Linked DNA regions of Sus scrofa: regions 1 and 2 are each linked to region 3. Evidence: chromatin contacts called from public HiChIP or PLAC-seq data. All regions are on one chromosome and are shown on one strand. The core of a region is the stretch at or near the end of the contact, and the rest is flanking DNA. Distances in the headings are between cores, read along the strand shown. Region 1 has its middle 70 kb from the start of EYA4. Region 2 overlaps EYA4 (eyes absent homolog 4). Region 3 has its middle 270 kb from the start of TCF21.

Evidence for each region. HiChIP or PLAC-seq counts read pairs in DNA pulled down with a chosen protein or histone mark.
Region 1: an H3K27ac HiChIP or PLAC-seq map of skeletal muscle shows a contact between it and region 3. The contact joins two enhancer-like sites. A contact is called at or near these places in 2 of 47 Hi-C or Micro-C datasets (both in skeletal muscle) and 1 of 2 datasets of contacts at active chromatin or transcription factors (skeletal muscle).
Region 2: a contact with region 3 is called in an H3K27ac HiChIP or PLAC-seq map of skeletal muscle. The contact joins two enhancer-like sites. A contact is called at or near these places in 5 of 47 Hi-C or Micro-C datasets (embryonic fibroblasts, fetal skeletal muscle, psoas muscle and 1 more) and 1 of 2 datasets of contacts at active chromatin or transcription factors (skeletal muscle).

What each region holds. Positions count from the first base shown.
Region 1 is chr1:30,643,936-30,646,981 of Sscrofa11.1, forward strand. No RefSeq gene overlaps it. Among named protein-coding and RNA genes, the nearest start is that of EYA4, 70 kb to the left of the region's middle. Within about 2 kb of position 1,301, at least 2 of the 83 cell types and tissues checked have an H3K27ac peak or open chromatin away from gene starts, as enhancers often do. A contact at or near this core is called in skeletal muscle, where this site is marked.
Region 2 is chr1:30,539,472-30,542,684 of Sscrofa11.1, forward strand. All of the region lies in intron 1 of EYA4 (eyes absent homolog 4), which reads right to left. Among named protein-coding and RNA genes, the nearest start is that of EYA4, 35 kb to the right of the region's middle. Within about 2 kb of position 1,895, at least 1 of the 83 cell types and tissues checked has an H3K27ac peak or open chromatin away from gene starts, as enhancers often do. A contact at or near this core is called in skeletal muscle, where this site is marked.
Region 3 is chr1:30,243,692-30,247,046 of Sscrofa11.1, forward strand. No RefSeq gene overlaps it. Among named protein-coding and RNA genes, the nearest start is that of TCF21, 270 kb to the left of the region's middle. Within about 2 kb of position 1,585, at least 10 of the 83 cell types and tissues checked have an H3K27ac peak or open chromatin away from gene starts, as enhancers often do. A contact at or near this core is called in skeletal muscle, where this site is marked.

The DNA of each region.
Region 1 (3,046 bases), core at 51-2,550, 400 kb after region 3:
ATGGCAGTTTGCTTTTATAGAGCCACCAATGGAGACAGACTCTAAAGAAAGTTTGCTAGCAAGATGGGGATTGATTTAATGTATGTAGATATGAGTTATATCCTCCAACTTTTGCCATATTCTGTTGATTAGAAGTGAATCATGGACCCAACCCAGAAGCAAGGGAATTCAATCATACAAGGGCATCAACCCTGGAAATTCACTTAAAGTCTGTCTGGCACATCCTCTGACAGTTTATGAATAGCTCTACAAAACTTTTGAATAAATTATTATTATTATTTGTCTTTTTGTCCTTTTTAGGGCCACACCCATGGCACATGTAGGTTCCCAGGCTAGGCTACGCCAGAGCCACAGCAATGCAGGATCCAAGCCGTGTCTGCAACCTACACCACAGCTCACATCAATGCCAGATCCCTAACCCACTGAGTGAGGCGAGGAATTGAACCCAGGGATTGAACCCACAACCTCATGGTTTCTAATCAGATTCATTTCTGCTGCGCCACAACAGGAACTCCTTGAATAAATTATTGACAAAATTAATATAGCAACATCTTGAAAAAATAGAACATTATAATCTAGTTAAGACAACTCCAGAAATTCAAGGATGGTTCAATAATATAAATTTATGTTATAATCTATTGTATTCATAGGTCTACAAGGAAAAATATTATTTCCATAGATGCCAAAAAGGTATTTAACACAATTCAATATCCATTCTTATTTTAAAAAACACTTAAGTACTTAGTTGACATAACTAAATTGCTCCTTAACATAAGAAAATATATCTTATCTCAATAACCAGCTAGATGATTTCCTCTACATTAGGAAGAAGAAAGTACCACTATGATTATTCAGAACTGTATTGGAGGTGCAAGCCAATGCAATTAAAATAAACAAAGAAACTAGAAATGTGAAAATTAGAAAAGGAGTGAAATCAATACCTTTTGTAAACGATATAAATATGTACCTGGAACACCTAAGAGAGTTGATTGAAAGCTATTAAAAACAATAATAGAGTCAGTTATATAGTAGGGTAAGAAATAAAAATAAACCAAGACCAAGCTCAACTCTTACATAAATAAGATGAATATCATCCCTTTCTCTTGTTCTTGAGATGCAAGACTCAAGCTACCAGTGTTCCACCCTCTTCAAGTACCAGCCTCTTAATCTCACTCAATGACTTTAAAGACATTCGTTGGAGTCCCCACCCTTGAGGATGGTTGCCATAATGCTGCGTGTTCAAGGCCACACTGTTTATGATACCATATCTCTGTTCTCTCAAACCAAGGCATGCAATTCAATTCCCTCAGGAAGACATCTCTGATTATGCTCAGCACATTCTCAGCATGCCACTATTCTGCATGCTCTTGGCACTGATGGCAGCAGTTTGGTGTGTCCTAATTTGTGTTTCCTTATATGTTGCTTGCTAAATAAGTGTTAAATGGTGTGGTTTTTTGCTCAAATCAAGATTTTGAAAATCTTGTTTCTTCTAACCCCCACCATCCATAGTACCCAGCTGTAGTAGTCTATACCCAAGGAAGCAATAAATGATTCTTTTAATTTTTTAATCAATTTTAACATAAGGAAAATATTTCCATAGTTGAGACATTTTAGAAGATATAAAGGCATATAGTGAAGAGTCTGTTTTCTGTTCTATTCTCCATCTTCTCAGTTCTGATTACCTAACAGGCAACCCCTATTGCTACTTCCTTGTTTATTTTTCCAGAAAACATTTATACCTATGTAGGCCAATCGTTATAACTTCACTCTTTTCTTATCATTTTTGCATAAATAGTAACGGAATGTATTCATTTCTCTCACCCTTGCTTTATACTTAATGATATATTCCAAATACCTTTCCATTAATATATAGAAGTCCTCTTCAATTTTTAAATTATGCATTTCATTATAAGTAGTACTATCATTTACTTAACCAATACCCTATTAATAGATATTCATCTTGATTCCAATATTTTCCGATTACAAATAGTCTTTCCAACTGGCGTGTTGGATAGACATAGATTTGCATCAAGATTATATTTAGATTGATTGGTTGATTGACTCACAATGAAAATATAAATTGATGGCCTAGAATTACCCTGACTCTCTAAGATAAGTTTTCATATTAATGTTCTAATTCATAATGTGCTCCTGGAGAAAGTCTCACTAAAGGCCATATTCCATATTCCCCACTCCTGCTTGTACTGCAATTGTAATAGGAAACCAACCATTTTCATCAAGGGGAGGAATCACTCAAGGGAGAACTAGCTTTACTCGGGATTGTGAAAATAGATAAGGTAGCTGATTTCATCTCTTTCTATAAAAACTTCTTTAGTAAGGATGATATTTCTGGACACTTAGGCAGATGATTCATGTGCACTGAGGTAATCAAAATAACTACAGTTGTGGACCATATATCATCACATTGGTTAAGAGCTTGGATTTTGAAACCAGACTAATTCCACCTGTGACTCTGGGCAACTTATTAACTTATTTGCATTGCAAATGAATGCATCTGTAAACGTGGATAATGAGAATCCCTATCCAGTGTTTGAGAGTCACAGTAAATAAGTGTTATTATTATTACCACTCATTAGTAAATATTAACAAATACGTACTCATCATTCATAACAAAAGCAAAATGCTTACATTCTTCCTTTGGCCCTCTCGAAGACACAGTTGAGGCAGGCATGCGTGGAGTTGGCTAACATTGATGCCTAGAGGTGTCAAACTTGACTAGACCCTACAGAACCATTTGGCCAAGCTCACCAACCAGAAAGTGATATTTGCACCAATAAATTTGCCCAACCTCCATTTCTATATGCAGGCAGAGGCAGAGGCTTACATTTATGTATTTCCCTCTTCTCCTGATTGTTCTATTTGTACATAGTCATGTGCAACTATACTTGCTTCATTATAATCCTCCCTAAAAATGCCACCTAAGCTATGGTTTTTCTTCAGTACGGAGAGTGATAAAGCAACAAAGTTACCAAGAACTTTTAAAACTGATTTAAAACTGTGGTTTAAAATAATCACGACCAGAGAA
Region 2 (3,213 bases), core at 645-3,144, 300 kb after region 3:
ACAAGTCAAGAGGACAACTTTATTTTGCTTTGGCAGTGTCTCCTCCTCTATTCTTCCAGTTTTCTATCATGGCTGCCTCCCCAGGCCCATTTCCACATTCACCGCTTCTGTCACCATCAGCACCTCCCGCCCCCCAGGCTCTTCTCTGCCAATCCATTAGACCAAGATGAGTTTTTCTTTCTCTAAAGTATAGGGTTAAAAACCTCCAAGAGGAACCAAATGTCTATGTATTTTATTTTTTTAAATAATATTCTTTTTTTTTTTTTAATTTTGGGGGAGTTTCCCTTGTAGCTCAGCATGTTTAGAACCCGACTAGTATCCATGAGGATGTGAGTTTGATCCCTGGCTTTGCTCAGTGGGTTAAGGATCTGGAATTGCTGTGAGCTGTGGTATAGGTTGCAGTCACAGCTCTGCTCTGGTGTTGCTATGACTGTGGTGTAGGCCGGCAACTGCAGCCCCAGTTCCGCCCCTAGCCTGGGAACGTCCCTATGCTAAAGGTGGCTAAAAAGAAAAAAATTCTGTTTTTATTTTTAATTTTTTTTTTGTTTGGCCACACCCACAGCCTGCAGCAAGTTCTCAGGCCAGGGATCGAAACTGCACCACAGCTGTAACCAAAGCCACAGCAGTGATAATACCAGCTCCTTAAACTGCTGAGCCTTGCATCTAGCATTTGATAAATGGTTACTAAAAACTTAAATTAGATGCTTAAATGAAGGATGAACAAACACTCCATTTGACAACCTGATTGCAATAGAGCAGAGAATACTCACTGTGATGGGGGCCCTCCTTCTGTGTGTTTAATTCATGTGTTTTCACCCAACCTTTATAGGATCCCCTTCGGGCAATTTGATGTACCCTCTAAGCCCAAACTGATTCCCTCTTTTGCATCCTATGTTTTAATATTCCACATTAGCATAGATAAAGTATTCTGCATGTGTCCTATAGTACAAGATCTGTGATAAACCATCCTGGCTTCATGATAGAACTTCCAAAGCAGTGTACAGGTTCAGAAAACAGAGAGATTGGGGCACGTGGCTCAGGAGGTGAGAACAACCCACTGAGACAGGAAGCTTTACATCCATAGATGAGGGAAGTCAGGGATAGAAAAGGCACAAGAGGAAGGATTTAGGATGATTGCCTTTCTCAGTGCCTCACATAGTGCTGGGGACATAATATGCTGTAATTATTATTGTGCTGAACTAAATGAACTCATCCAGCCGCAGTGCCCCTCTAAATTGCCTTCTCATTACCCTTCAAGAAACTTAGAAGAATTGACGCTTTGTCCCCATGGGAGCCAGTAAAGAGGGTGTTTTAATTTTGAATGAGGAAAAAAAACAAAAACAAAAACAATAAACACTTAAATTTTTCCCAAAATGGCCCTATGTTTTTAAAAAAAAAAAAAAAAAATTTCCTAAGTGCCAGGAAAAAAGCCACCCAGGAAATCGGTCCAGAGAAATTCAAAAGTCTGGCGGCATTGCTTAGTTTTCATCCTAGGATATCAAATGGCTAAAACTCTCTTCTTTCACTTCCAAGTCCTTTTCTCAGTCTTCTTCTTCACAGACTGTTCTTTGGTGAATGGCCCAACTGACAAGCTCCTTTTGGAACTTCCTCCTCTAGAGCTTGGCTTCTGTGGATCTGCTCTGGCCATAGGTCCCTTCTCCTCTCTGATCACTTGTACTTTATCCTTCCCTTGGACCCCCTCTGGCCACTAAAATGAGGATGTTCTCCAGCATCTTCTCTTAGTATGCTCACTCAATGTAAGGAGGGACAGAGATGAACCATGCATGGTCCCTGTCCTCCAGAATTTCAGTCTAGAGCAGAAAATAGGGCATTTAAAAATAGTTATTACACGAGAGAGAAAATGTCAAGCTCCTTAAGAGAAACATTGACAACCAGGCTATTTTAGTTCAGAGCAGAGAGTTTGCTTCCAGCTAAGGGAACCAAGAAGGCAGCATTTGTACCTGGCCTTAGATGGGGAAGACTATTTATGCCTGACAAAGTGTGTAATTCAATACAACAAAAACAGAAGCCATTGTCTCTCCCTTTCAACCTCCCCCCCAAACAAGATACTCCTCTCCCTGTACCCCTTCTCTATAGTAATGGCGCCAGTGTTCTCCCAGCCACCTGGAGGTAGCAATGAGTCCTTTTCCTCCTTAGCCCTGTTCATCCAATTACTTGCTTAGTCCTATAGTTTCCACTTCTCCCATAAGCTTGGCTTTCTCCCCTCTGTATTTTTTTTATAACACTAACTTAATCTGGCTTCATTTACAATCACACAGAATATTCATATAGCCATATCATTGGTTTTGCCATTTCTAAGGCCATTTCCCACTTCTCCTATCAGATTATTCACTGTACAACGTAGTTCTGCTCCCATCACTCCTTTAATTTTGGGAAGGAAAACAAACAAAAACAATTTTTGCTGGCATTCCAGAGCCTCCAATCCCTGGTCTCATCCTCTCTTTGCAACATTGTTTGCTTCACTCTCAGCCACTCAGCCATGGGTAATTTGGCTTTTTCTTGGGAACATCTTCCATAGTGTATGTATTTTAGATGTGGATGATAATTTACTCAGCATGATTACTGAAAACATGTTGTGGACAGACTACATATTATTCAGCTTTGAATCCTCTATAGTGCTTAATGAAGAATCTTACACATAGTGGGCACTCTACACAAATTTGCTGAATAAATCAATAATAACATATATATATATACACACACAATACTCTTTGGCCTCCATATATTGCCTAGGCCTCATTGAAGTATATCTTTGCATTAATTGGTCAGCTATAATTAAAAAAAAAAAGAGGTAAGAAATCTTTTTTTTTTTTTTCTTTTTGCCATTTCTTGGGCCGCTCCTGTGGCATAGGGGAGGTTCCCAGGCTAGGGGTCCAATCAGAGCTGTAGCTGCCAGCCTACGCCAGAGCCACAGCAACACATGATCCGAGCCACGTCTGCGACCCACACCACAGCTCACGGCAACACCGGATAGTTACCCCACTGAGCAAGGGCAGGGATCAAACCTGCAACCTCATGGTTCCTAGTCGGATTCGTTAACCACTGCGCCATGAAGGGAACTCCCTTTTTTTTTTTTTTTTTTTTGTCAGAAATCTTAATAGTGAGGATAAGCCAGTGGAAAGAGTTATTACATCTACTTTGGAGGCTGTCGTTGAAACTTAGTACATGGCAGTACACACTGTCCTTATTATG
Region 3 (3,355 bases), core at 335-2,834:
TATGCAGGATTGCCCAAATGTTGCTGGTTGTCCTTACTACGTATCTATCTACCACCAGCATGACAAATCTTTCAGGGGCGATCATCCGAGTCTTTTATTTCCTTTATATTTTCATCAGTGGCAATAGCAATATGACTGCATAAACAAGACATACAGTCTTGTGAAACTAAACACAAAACAAGGCATGCAATAAGTAGAACAAACCCCCCTCCAGTTTCTTTGAATTTATTAAGTTACACTTAAAGGAATACCCCACTGGCATTCACTTGGATACACAATAAATCCTCCCGGATTGCCTAATTTCACTGAAGCCCACAAGGACATGGCAAGGTTGATGAGAGGGCTTAACTGGCTATTGGCAAAGTTCTGTTCAAAGGACAGTGCTTATGAACTGAGCTGAAACCTGGGGTGATCCAGAAGGCGGCTGAGGGCTAGAAAAGATCTTGGAATGTACTAAGTGTTCAATAAATGCCTGCTGCGTGAAAATGAGAATTACGATTACAATGCTTCTCCTTCCCACAGATTTGTAGCCTCCTCCACATCTCTATGCAGTTATTTTATTCTTATTCTCCCGCAGACTTGCCCTAATGATCAGAGCCTAACAAATAACAGTAATGCTTCATTTGAAAACACCCAGGGGTGTTAATTAAGACAAAGGGTTACAATGATTTTTATCAGACATTACTTGCTACCGTTTAGAAAACTGCAAGCATCAGCTCTAAGCAGAAACTCTAAGGCAATGAAGTTTGAAAGAAAATCAAAATGTCCAAACCTCTTCCAACAACTGTCCCGAGAACTTTCACCATTTCTTCTTTCTGCCCATAATCACTGGCAAATATGTTAGTTGCAAAAGAACATCTCACATGTGTTATCACATGCTGTTCTACTGCCTCCCTCTATTTAGAATGCTAGCTTGGTGAAGACAGGCACTAAAAATATACTTAATACTCTTTATAGGCACAAATAGGTTGCAGGGTTTATGCAGCTTGTAGGCCGTTAAATACCTAAATACCGGAATGAATGACAGCCAGGATCCTGGCGGAAAAAAAAAAAAAGTAGCCAGGAAACTGTGCTCATGCCAAGAAGGGGCTGCTGGATGGTAAGGAAGATGCCTTAGGGAGGGACCAGTGGTAAGTTCTTGCTCAAAAAATGATTCAGAGCCAAATTCTTACTTATTCCCAAAGACTAGCCTGACTCGAGACATGCTGTTCTTGGGAAAAAAGAAAGAAAGAAAAAAGAAACTCTAAATGGAAGCAAACAGATTTGAGACAAAAGTATTTACACACATTCATCCAGCCTCTCAGTTCCCCCCGTGCCTGCTGCAAGCGAATGCCCCTTCCCGTCCTTCCTGTTGGGGAACAGGTGTCTCCTGCCAATTAGGATTTAAAAATCAACAGGGGCTTCTTAAGAGAATGATGACAAGTCTAATTGCAAGAAGCAGCTGTAGAGCCCTTGGCTTCACTGGGGCAGGCTTTATTAATCCCCGTTTTGCTGGGTGCCTGGCACCAAGCTGGGGTCAGCTCCCCTGTCACGGGGTCGAAGCTGTAAAATGTAGGGCGAGGATGTAATGACCCAAGCTCAGCAGGAGGGGTGACAGTGCCCTGCACAGATCCTGGGAGCTGGGCAGGTACAAGTCAAGTGGACACAGAGGCACTGTCAACAGCAGCCTCAGCTCAAAGGGTCGCCACTGCTCCAGAACGTGATCTGTGTGTTTACATGACGCCCTGCGTGTTATTCAATATACCATTCTTACTGGCCTGTTGTCAGGACCCCACCTCTCATCCAGGCTAAGAATCTGGAACTTCTTAGAAGTGTGGCTTCAAAATGGTTAGTGACATTTGCTTCTGTAAACACACGTATTCTTCTATTACATAATTGTTCATTTGAAGAGACCAAAAAAGGACAGTCGGGTGGTACAATGTAGTACGGAATTGGCAAAGCAAAGCAATCAGCAAATAAAGCATCTGTCCACTCAGCAGCAGAAATTTTGTAAATAAGTTAAATACATTAAAAATATTAACTGCAAAGAGCTTTCTCTCTCTCTCTCTCTCTCTCTCTCTCTCTCTCTCTCTCTCTCTCTCTCTCTCTCTCTTTTGGCTGTACCCGTGGTATGTGGAAATTCCAGGGCCAGGGATCAAACCCTGGCCACAGCAGTGACAACCTGGGATCCTTAACCTGCTGAACCGCCAAGGAACTCCTGAAAGAGCTAAGATTTCTTAGTGACAGAGGTTTCATCGATTTTCTAGGACCCCTCAATGTGTGTGTTTTCCAGGCAGCCTCTATGTGGATACAGAGACTGTCCACTCACATATATGCTTAAATATCCCTGCCCCAGGAAGCCCTCCTCACTCAATCCTTTTCTCTGCTTCCATAGCACCTTTCTCAGTCACACACACTTGCTCATCTTTTTTTCTTATTTGCCTGTATATCTGGTTCATTCATTACGAAAGGGCAACTTTTTAAGGGTAAATGTTTGTTTTAATCGTCTTTGTATCCTTATCATCTAACCTAGGACCTGCCATATAGTAAGAACTCAATAAATATTTCTTTAAACTCCTATCTCCCTAACCAGGAGGTGGGAAATCTTTCTGCCAAAGCATTGCTAACAACTGCCAAGGCAAACATAATGCAATCATGTGGTTCTGTTGCCATCTAAGAAGTCATTCCTTTAAAATGACAGCGAAGACAGGAAAGTCCAAGAAACATTCCTCCGGAAACACATGCAAACATTAATTCTGGAATGCCTTGGCATTCTCTCGTAAGAATAGCTCAGTGAGAGCCCAGCAGAGACGAAAATGAAACCAGAGACTAACACTTGCTCATAGAAACTTACGGACCTTAATATAGGCAGTGCCAAGAGGTCAGGGTCAAGTGGATTAATAGGATGAAGAGTTCTCAGTAGGAAAATTCTACAAGTCCTATGAACACATTAAAGTTTGCTGCAGAAACTAGTCCATATACCAATGAAATCCTTTTTAAACTAACATTTACTGGAATATTACTCTGTATTATGATTTTTTCCTGACCAAAAGAATTGAAAGAGAATGAGATTTTGCCGTTGTCTTAAGTTGATTCCAGTAGGGGAGTAAAGCACTGTCCAAGGAGGCATTAAAACACTGCTTTATCAGAAGAATAAATTGCAAAGCCTAAGAGGGTGCTTTCAGTATGAGAGCGATTTTGCCATGTGCAAAAGACAAAAGGGAGTTTTAGGAAGAGAAGTTAATTAGCAAGAGCAATGAGAGTACAGAGGGCTTAAGGAAGAGCAAGCGAGTCCATGTGAAACCCAGAGTCCGAATGGGCAGAGAGGAGGGTGAATTTGGTAGCACTGATGCCACTTGGTCTCAAGAGATCCTGG